Regions from separate parts of the Gasterosteus aculeatus genome. Here region 1 is linked to region 2. A link is a contact called in public Hi-C data. All regions are on one chromosome and are shown on one strand. The core of a region is the stretch at or near the end of the contact, and the rest is flanking DNA. Distances in the headings are between cores, read along the strand shown.

What was found. Hi-C and Micro-C count contacts between places; a contact is called where the count stands out from the background.
Region 1: a Hi-C map of whole body shows a contact between it and region 2, with 3 times the contacts expected there. The contact joins the promoter of LOC120825256 here to the enhancer-like site in region 2. A contact is called at or near these places in 3 of 6 Hi-C or Micro-C datasets (skeletal muscle and whole body).

The regions. Positions count from the first base shown.
Region 1 is chr9:11,964,737-11,969,887 of fGasAcu3.hap1.1, reverse strand. LOC120825256 (protocadherin-10) reads left to right here and starts at 1,260. Exons shown (of 5, transcript XM_040186784.2): 1 at 1,260-5,035. The coding sequence starts at 2,489.
Region 2 is chr9:11,771,317-11,775,836 of fGasAcu3.hap1.1, reverse strand. No RefSeq gene overlaps it. Among protein-coding and RNA genes, the nearest start is that of pcdh18a, 25 kb to the right of the region's middle. Within about 2 kb of position 1,561, at least 1 of the 9 cell types and tissues checked has open chromatin away from gene starts, as enhancers often do.

The DNA.
Region 1 (5,151 bases), core at 11-2,510, 190 kb before region 2:
AACACGTGTGGCCTTTATATACACTTTTGTGTACATGTACATGTGCACACATGTGCTGCGCCAAAACTTCCCTATAGACAACTACAACTATAGATAGATGTTTAGCTACAAACATGCAGGTTTGATCGTTGCACAGTCCAGCCGCTGTCACTAATTATCTGGTCAGTTTCAAGGTTGTGTACATAAACAGAAAAATTAAACACTGTCATCGTTGTAACTGCCATCAAGGCACAAGTGTGCACTAAATCAAATATTGTGTATTTTTTGTGAGAAATTTTTACACAATGTTGGTTTGAATTTCTTTCAATTTTTGTTTATATTTACTGCTTAAATACACCTACATTTCTGCAATTTACTCCATTTTATTCTATTTTTAGCGTGTTCATTTTGTAATGGCTTTAATGTTTCAATTCATGTTCCTAATTGTTTTTTAATTATTTTCATTTGCCTTATGTTTAGATGGTTTGTGCTTTTGAGCTAGTTCTACCAATTAAATAAGTTCCACAATTATTGAGTGGAAAGAAATTCAAGCTCTCTCTTCATCTCAAGGTATAAAAAAGTAAAAGTGGGCAGACGCGAGGGGGCGACGTTGGTCTCTGTAACACCCTGACGGAGACATGGAGACGGATAGGAGCTGCTGTGCGCTCTACTCGGAGATCCGACTTCAGTGTCGACTTGATTCAGTCACACATCTACGGCTCAGATATGGGCTGGAAATCCATCCAACGTCTACGTTTTGTTTTCTTCTGACTTGTATGGCGAGATGCAGAATCGCAAATCTCTCGCGAGTCTCTCACTGCACAATGGGCACGTCGCTTTGCATTACGCTCGATAATGTTGCGCCGCGTCAATTGCATTAAGGAATTGCAGACGTATGCTAAATAGCTGCAATTACGCTGTTTTTCATCTTTTTGTCATCATCCTGCGAATGCAAAGAAGTTAGACCCCCACAATTTGTGTCTCCCTCACAACTGTGCCATTTGCATATTTAATTCATGCTTTATGAATTAAATTAGCGCGTGATGCAACTGCTCCACAGTTGCGGCCAGCATGGGAGAGGGTTAATGATAGGAATGTTAAGATAGGCAAACGAATAGACTCCAGGCTATTAGAAACACGGTAGGACTCAAGCACGATGCTTCATTACACTGAATTAAAGTAACTCATGTGTGATCCCACTTTGACGGAACCTTGGATCATACTGATGCTCACTACCAAACACACTGGAGACATAGGCTACTTTATTTGAAAGGATTTCTTTTTTTTTTACTGTTGTGCGTTCATCAGAGAAAGAGAGAGAGGGGGAGTGGGGGTGTCCATGGCACGGGGGGTATTGCGTCACTAGCTATACTTGCGCAGGCTCTTTACATGGTGGTCCTTGGGCATCCTGGCTCCTTTCTGACCCATGCATTAGTACCAGAGCAAACACCAAACTGCTTCAACGGTTGCGTTAAGAGAAACCTCACGAGTCTTTTCATTGCATATAACGAACAATTTGTCACACTAATAGATAACGAGAAATGCAGAAATATTGTTATGACTATTTTTTCAATACAATATTTCAGATAAACCAGCCCTCCCTTGGCTGCTGCAACATTATGCGCACGGATCCTCAATGGTCACCAATCCACTAGATGTGTAAAACATGTAATGTTCCTGCCACAACTGAGGCTGGGCACGGGGTGGAGGTTGGGGGGAGAGGGGGGCGAAAAGGGGAGAGAGAAGCGAGAGGAGCGCAGCGGCACCTCACTGGTTTTATCATGAGGGCCCGGTGGTGTTCTCTGGCTGGCGTCGCAGAGCCCCAATCAGGTGCCATTACACCCGGTGTTTGAGAATACCATTGGCTGGCGGGGAAAGGAGCTGTGCGCAAAACCAACTCCGCTGCTCACACTCGCCGTGCAGAAGCCGAGCTGCGAACATCATCCGCTTTGAGCGCTTAGGCGCAGTGATTACATCCTCTCAGAGCGCGCGCGCGAGAGAGAGAGAGCGAGAGAAAGAGAGAGAAAGTCCTGTTATTCGCCAGTGTTCGTTGAGAAGTTATTATTGTTATAGATCCCGTCGGTGCGTAAATAGGACTTTTTGCTGTTTTATAGTTTTTCTTTCCCTGTTCGCGTGGAATGTCATATGTTGTTCCGTACTTTGTGTAAAGAACGCGCTGTCTGTTTTGCGCACGGGGAGTGTTGGCTTTGCTTCCTGGCTCCAGCCTGCAATGTTTTGCGCTGACGCCAAAACTCACAGACCGGTGCAGAATTGATTAAAACAGAGAAGCTCGGATCAAATGGCTGTGCTTCTTACAGCTGAAACGACACAATGTTCAACTGACCCGAGGCAGAGGAGAGGAATTTCACAAACGCAGAGCTTTACTGCTGTTTATTTTATTTCTCTTTTACGGACAGAGAAAATGGGAAATGCTAATTTCTCGTAAGAAAAAGGAATAACATCTTTTTTTTAAATCGTCTTGAAGTGCACTTTGTGAGAGGGATCGGAGATGTTTTGGTTAATATTCCTGCTCTTCATCCTGGATGGAGCGGTGTCTCAGCTACACTACTCCCTGCCGGAGGAGCAGGAACCTGGCTCTGTGGTTGGGAATATTGCGGAAGATTTGGGGCTGGACATTACCAAACTTTCTGCTCGCCGCTTCCAGACGGTGCCGAGTTCACGGACACCGTATCTGGAGGTGAACTTAGAGAACGGTGCGCTTTTGGTGAAGGAGAAAATCGACCGAGAAGAAATCTGCAAGCAGACCACCCCGTGCCTACTGCACCTGGAGGTGTTTTTGGAGAACCCACTGGAGCTCTTTCGCGTGGAGATCGAGGTGATGGATATCAACGACAACCCACCCAGCTTTCCCGAGACGGACATTTCCGTGGAGATATCGGAGAGCGCCATTCCCGGGACCCGTTTCCCGGTGGAGAATGCCTTTGACCCCGACGTGGGCACCAACGCGCTCAGCACCTATGCCATAACGAATAACAACTATTTTTACCTTGACGTGCAGACGCAGAGTGACGGGAACAAGTTCGCGGAGCTGGTGCTAGAGAAGCCGCTGGACAGGGAACAGCAGGCGGTGCACCGCTACGTGCTGACGGCTGTGGATGGCGGCATCCCGCAGCGGACTGGGACGGCTCTCCTGGTCGTTAAGGTTCTAGACTCTAACGACAACGCGCCCACCTTTGACCAGTCCGTGTACTCTGTCAACCTGCGGGAAAACTCTCCGTTGAGCACTCTGATCATTCAACTCAACGCCACGGATGTCGACGAGGGACAAAACGGGGAAATCGTTTATTCTTTCAGCAGTCATAACGCCCCGCGGATAAAGGACTTGTTCAACATTGACGCCAGATCCGGCCGGATAGAGGTGGCCGGTGAAGTGGACTTTGAGGAGAGCAACACGCATCAGATTTATATCCAGGCTAAGGATTTGGGGGCCAACGCGGTCCCCGCTCACTGCAAAGTGCTGGTCAAACTCGTGGACGTGAACGACAACACGCCCGAGATCGGTTTCAGCACCGTGACGGAGTCTGTGAGCGAGCAGGACGCCCCGGGCACCGTGATTGCACTCTTTAGCGTTTCGGACCGGGACTCTGGTGAGAATGGACACATGAGCTGCGAGATTCTGGGAGATGTCCCCTTCAAGCTGAAATCGTCTTTTAAAAACTACTACACCATCGTGACAGACGGACCGCTGGACAGGGAGAACACCGACTCCTACACAATCACCGTGGTGGCAAAAGATAAGGGTCAGCCCTCGCTCGCCACCAGCAAGTCCATTAAAGTGCACGTCTCCGACGAGAACGACAACGCGCCCCGTTTTACGCAGGTTGTTTATGATGTGTATGTGACTGAGAATAACGTGCCGGGTGCTTTCATTCACGCCGTGAGTGCCCTCGACCCCGACGTAGGGCAAAACGCTCTTATTACTTACTCCATATTGGAGTGTGACATACAGGGCATGTCTGTGGACACATATGTATCCATTAACCAGGACACCGGCTACCTTTACGCGCTGCGCTCTTTTGATTACGAGCTGCTGAAGGAGTTTAGCTTCATGGTCCAGGCAAAGGACTCCGGTGCCATTGAGCTCCTCTCCAATACCACTGTAAATGTGATCATAGTCGACCAAAACGATAACGCCCCCACTGTCATAGCACCCATCGGTAAAAACGGCACAGCCAAAGAACACCTGCCGCGCTCTGCTGAGCCCGGCTACTTGGTGACGCGCATTGTGGCCATGGACGCGGACGACGGCGAGAACGCACGGCTGTCCTACAGCATCCTGCGGGGTAACGAGATGGGGATGTTCCGCATGGACTGGAGGACAGGAGAGCTGAGGACAGCCCGTAGGATCTCACCCAAGCGGGACCCACAGGGCTTCTACGACCTGCTAATCGAAGTGAGGGACCACGGCCAGCCCCCTCTGTCCTCCTCCGCGAGCGTGAGTGTAATGCTGGTAGACAGCGTGGTCGAAGGCCGCAGTGGGGATCGCGGCACGGCCTCAAAGGCAAAGGAGACCTCCCTGGACCTCACCCTAATTCTCATCATCGCCTTGGGTTCCGTGTCTTTCGTCTTCCTCCTGGCTATGATCGTGTTGGCGGTGCGCTGCCAAAAGGACAAGAAGCTCAACCTGTACACGTGCCTGATGGCCGGTGACTGTTGCCTGTGCTGCAGCTCGTGCTGCAGCAGGCAGGCCCGAGGCCGGAAACAGAAGAAGCTGAGTAAATCTGACATCATGTTAGTTCAGAGTACCAACCTGACATCAGGTGTCGGGCCCGTGGGGCAGGTGCCCGTGGAGGAGTCTGGTGTCGGTCTAGTGGGAGGGGGCTTTGGCTCCCACCACCACCAGAACCAGAACTCCTACTGCTACCAGGTTTGCCTGACGCCGGAGTCCGCCAAAACAGATCTGATGTTCCTCAAACCGTGCAGCCCCTCCCGCAGCACTGACACGGATCACACCAACCCCTGCGGCGCCATAGTCACGGGGTACAGTGACCAACAGCCCGACATCATATCCAATGGCAGCATTCTCTCTAACGAGGTAAGATGAGCCCGGATCGGCTGCTATCGACAATTCGGCCACAGACGTGTTCAAAGCGTGCACGATTGTGACTTAAAAGGATTTACATATTGTGAAAGATTCTCTAGAAATTTACA
Region 2 (4,520 bases), core at 312-2,811:
GAAAGGAAATTGGCCTGGGGGGGGGGGGGGGGGGTCTGCCTTTTACAGAATTAAAGCAAACAGATACGGATCAGGGTTTTTGCAAATGATACATATTCATACGGGGAATGGGATTGGGGTCGGCCTGTTATGGATTGTTCTCATTGCTCTCGTTGGCACTTGTGTGCAGACTTGGAAAGATGCACAAACAAGACACAAGAGGGTCAGCACAAACACACACACGCACACTTCTGAGCATCACTGCGGTTGCATTTTGATCAACAGAGTTACGTAAATGTCAATTTCCATTAAATCGAAATGCATGTGTCTGAATTCTTCATGATTCTAATCAGTTACAGCATCGCTCTTGCTGAGAACTCGCTATTTAATTTCCCTTCCTCACTCAAACACATGTTCCCTGTTGCCCCCTCCCCACCAACGAACCAATAGCCCGCCTCAAAACCTCCAAGAGCCCATCACCTCCTGTTACGAGCCCGTGTAAATTGAATGCTGTGAATCACGGCTGCCTGTTACTGCGTGTGACCAGAGGGGAGGGAGGGTGGAGAAAAGCAGAGACGGGGACTGCATGTCCCTGCAGCTTTATGGGCTTGTGTCTCACCAAGATATATAACCGCCCGGCCAGATAATACCATCATGTACATAACTACCCTGTGTGTGTGTGTGTGTGTGTGTGCTGGCTTTCAGCACAAGTGTGTGTTATGTACTTAACTACCAGGTGACCTACCGCTCAGCTCCTAATAAGGGGCATCTGGTGCTGTTTTACAAGATGGAGGAGCGGAGGAGGAATGGAAAAGGGAAAAAGCTGTGAATAAAAGGTGCTTTTGTGGAACGGGGGAGAAGAAAAATGTAAAATTGGGGATGTGTCTGAGGGTGGAGGATTGATAATACGAAAGAATTGAGGAAGGATTCGAGGGAGAGTGTGTGTGACAGAAAATGAGAGCTTGGAGGGTGAATTAGGGGAGAAAATGAGATATTGAGAGAGATGCTGGGAGATGCACACAAACAGTGTGAGAGAGAGACTGAGGATCCACAGAGGGCCCAGATGAGGGAGTTGAGATGATGGGCTGGCAGTTTCCAAGCACCAGGCTGTTTTTCAGGGCTGTCAAGCACATTGTGAGGCATTGTTTGAAATGCCCAGGCTGATGGCTGACATATTTTCCATGAATCTAGCATGCCAAGCCGCTGTCCCCGACACTACACTCAAACACACACAAGCCGACGGGACATGCTCTTGTGTGTGCGTGTGTTTGTGTGTGTCTGTGCTGGTCAGTGAAGGGTAATTGGCCGACCTTGGCCCATCAGGGTGGCTGGAATGGAGAAGGGTGAGGGAAAAGGGAGGGGGAGGGTGAGAGCAGTTGTAAATTTTGTCTCACGTCAATATAATTCTCTCAGTAGCGCTCGACTCTGGCAGTTGACTATTACCCCTGGAAAATTTTGGAAGTACACACACATACACTTCCATGCACACCGAAAGCTACCCTGCACACACACAGATATACTGAAAGATACCCTGGACACACATGCCCCATCCACACACACACAAACACACCACACGCTCGTAGTAGCACATTTACTACGCAAAACACAAATCCATAACTCACTCCAATTCAATCAGTCACACACACACACACACACACACACACACAGCGGTTGAGTTACTGTTTCCTCACCCGCACTGATCAGAAGCATCTAAAAAAAGTTGCATTCAATCCATAAATGTGGAAATGTGTTGGCGGATAAATCTTTGGTGGTTTCTTTCTCTTCTCTTTTTTTGTCCTGCACCGCCTTCCACAATTTAACCCCCATCTTTGTTTCACCTCATGCCTCCTTGTCTGCTCTTGTTCTCTCTTTTAACCCTTGTTTACCTCCACCTCATGGTTTCCCCCTTGCCTCTCTTACTCTTACCATACATCGATCCATCCATCCTGCTTTTCACATCCTCCGTCCATCTTTGCATTTCTTGGTCTCCTCCCTATTTCCTGCCCCCCTCGTCATCTCCCCTACAGCCACAGGGGGACTAGCTGCTGGAGACACACCTGCAGAAATAACTGTGTTATTCTTTTAATCGATACAGCCAGGCATCAGTGGCTACCACCTAGTCCCCTCCAGTGTGTGTGTGTTATTGTAAATGTGTACTTCAGTTCTCTGCCAGAGGCAGGAATGGTAGATAACCCAAGACATATCTGCCTCCGCCATCAGCAAAGCTGGCCGTCCACCCTCTTCTTCTCTTCTCTCTGTTGGTCATTCCAAAGTTCCCCCTTTATTCTGAGTGGAAGGGATGGGAACAGCTGAGTTTATAAAGTGTGATTTTTAGCTCGTATAGAAATGAGAAAGTCACAATAAAATACCTGCTTCTGTTTATCTAGGACTCTCACGTAGCGCTACAAAATAAGCACAAGCCAATACACAAACAAAATACCAAAACACACACTCAAGTATATACAGATGATGACATGTCTCCATCGGAACCAGCAGGGCTTTCAGCATGTCTGTGATGAACTGGATTAACACAACATTACGTGTGTGGGGCTGCCAGATAACATCGTTACAATAACATTTGGTGAAGAATTTGTGTACAATATAATACAGAATCAAATGTGCTTGCAGACAAGCCAATGACGTTATAGTCTCCTGAAGGACCAGAGGCTTTCCAAGAGGCTTAGAGTGACAAATACTCAATTTCTCTGATTTCCATTTAGTTCAATAGCAACGAGTTGGTCTATCTGTATTCAACTCCTCTTTAAATCTTTCTCCCTTGTTTCTCCCCCTTTGTCCATTTATCTTCCTTGGCTAATGAAGATCTTGTTTACCAGAAACCATGTTTCTTCTAAAGGTGACGGCTGAAATTGACTATTTTCCAAAATACTGCTTAATGGTGGATGACAGTAGACTTATGATAGATAGAAGGAAAGAGATTGGCTTCCAAAGTTGTTTGGTCTACACCTGTTGAGCATGTTTGCTAAAGTACAAGACCATTGTAATGGACTGAGAAAATAAGGATGAGAATCATAAGAAAAGTAATAATGGTGATAGCAATGATTGAGTGATTTATCACTTCATAATAAAAAAGTACTCAAAATTAAAAATAGGAAGAAATACTGAAAGATATTCAAAGAATGAGAGGGGTTTAAAAGGACGAGTGTTATTGGCACATGAAGAGAGCCTAAGAGGGCACTTTGGGCTAATGGCCTAGTGCCTTGACTGGCAAAGAATATTCTGTAATCTGTTGGTTTTATGGGATTAACTGTTCAATAGCACTTCTTTGGCTTCTCCAGCTGCACACAGGTTATATATATAAAGCAGCTTTAGAAGAGAGGTTTATGTGATGATGGCTCACATCAGCATTTCTAATAATTTTAAAAGACAGAAAGACAGGAAATCAGGACAAATGACAAGGATTTCATTCTCAGGGGTCAGATGCAAAAAAAACACAGAAATTTAAAATAAAAGCAAATTGTGGCTGTTGGTTTATTGACAAAACTCATACAGTCATGCTTTCGAGTGAAACATCATAGATTGAGAATGATCTAACTGCCTCTAAAAGGCTTTTAACATGTTTCAGCTGTGTGCTTACAGCAATAAAAGTACAAACTACGGCAATTAAAGCTGACAGTGTTACCTGATGAGTAATTGTATGGGCACCAGTAGAGCATGATCACACGCACAAACATGCACTAAAAGACCTCCATGGTCGGACATGGAGACTACAAATATAAACATACAGCAACATTGTTTTTTGTAATTTAATACACCTGCCTCAACAATACACCACCCCGCCGCACTTGGCGCTGCTGTAATCATAGTTTCACATAAAGGTTATAACCGGGCATGTGGTGATAGCGCCTGTTAAAGCAGTAAGCGCAGTATCTGTGGTTTCCCTGTTAGTGCTAATGAATCAAATGCTCAAACATATCCGTTGAGCTAACCTGCACTGTGGGGCCACGTCCCTGCAAGTGCACATAAACACATATCGAGACTATTAGAACACCTCACTACTTAGAAAACATCAACAAAACATCAATTGCATCCAATTAACCAATCTACTAGAGCTCCCTAATGGCTGTTACACTACATCTGAAATATACTGTTTGTTGTTTTTTTCAAGGAGTGTTTGTTTTTGTGAGTGGGAGTATTTTTAGTGAGTGATTGCTCTACCCTACTGTGAGCTGTTGCTATGGTGATAGTATTAAACACGTGTTATTTGTCTACCTCCAGAATTACATTTGCACAACCCTAATGTCCAAAAGAGAGAGATTTGGCTGTGAAATGAAACAAGCGCATGTTAAGCATTTTACGCAAATCATAAAATAGCCATGAAAATGACAATTTGGACTATATCAAATAAATCATCTAGAGCTAGATGTAAAAGAAAAAAGCTGACGTATTCATGTTTTTACATTTTCTGATTCAGTGATTTAGAAGAATTAATGCTGCACCCTCGTCAGATAGATCACGCTAACCTTACTATATGACATAAATGTTATTGGTATTAATTAGAATTAGTTTGATCAGATGGCGGA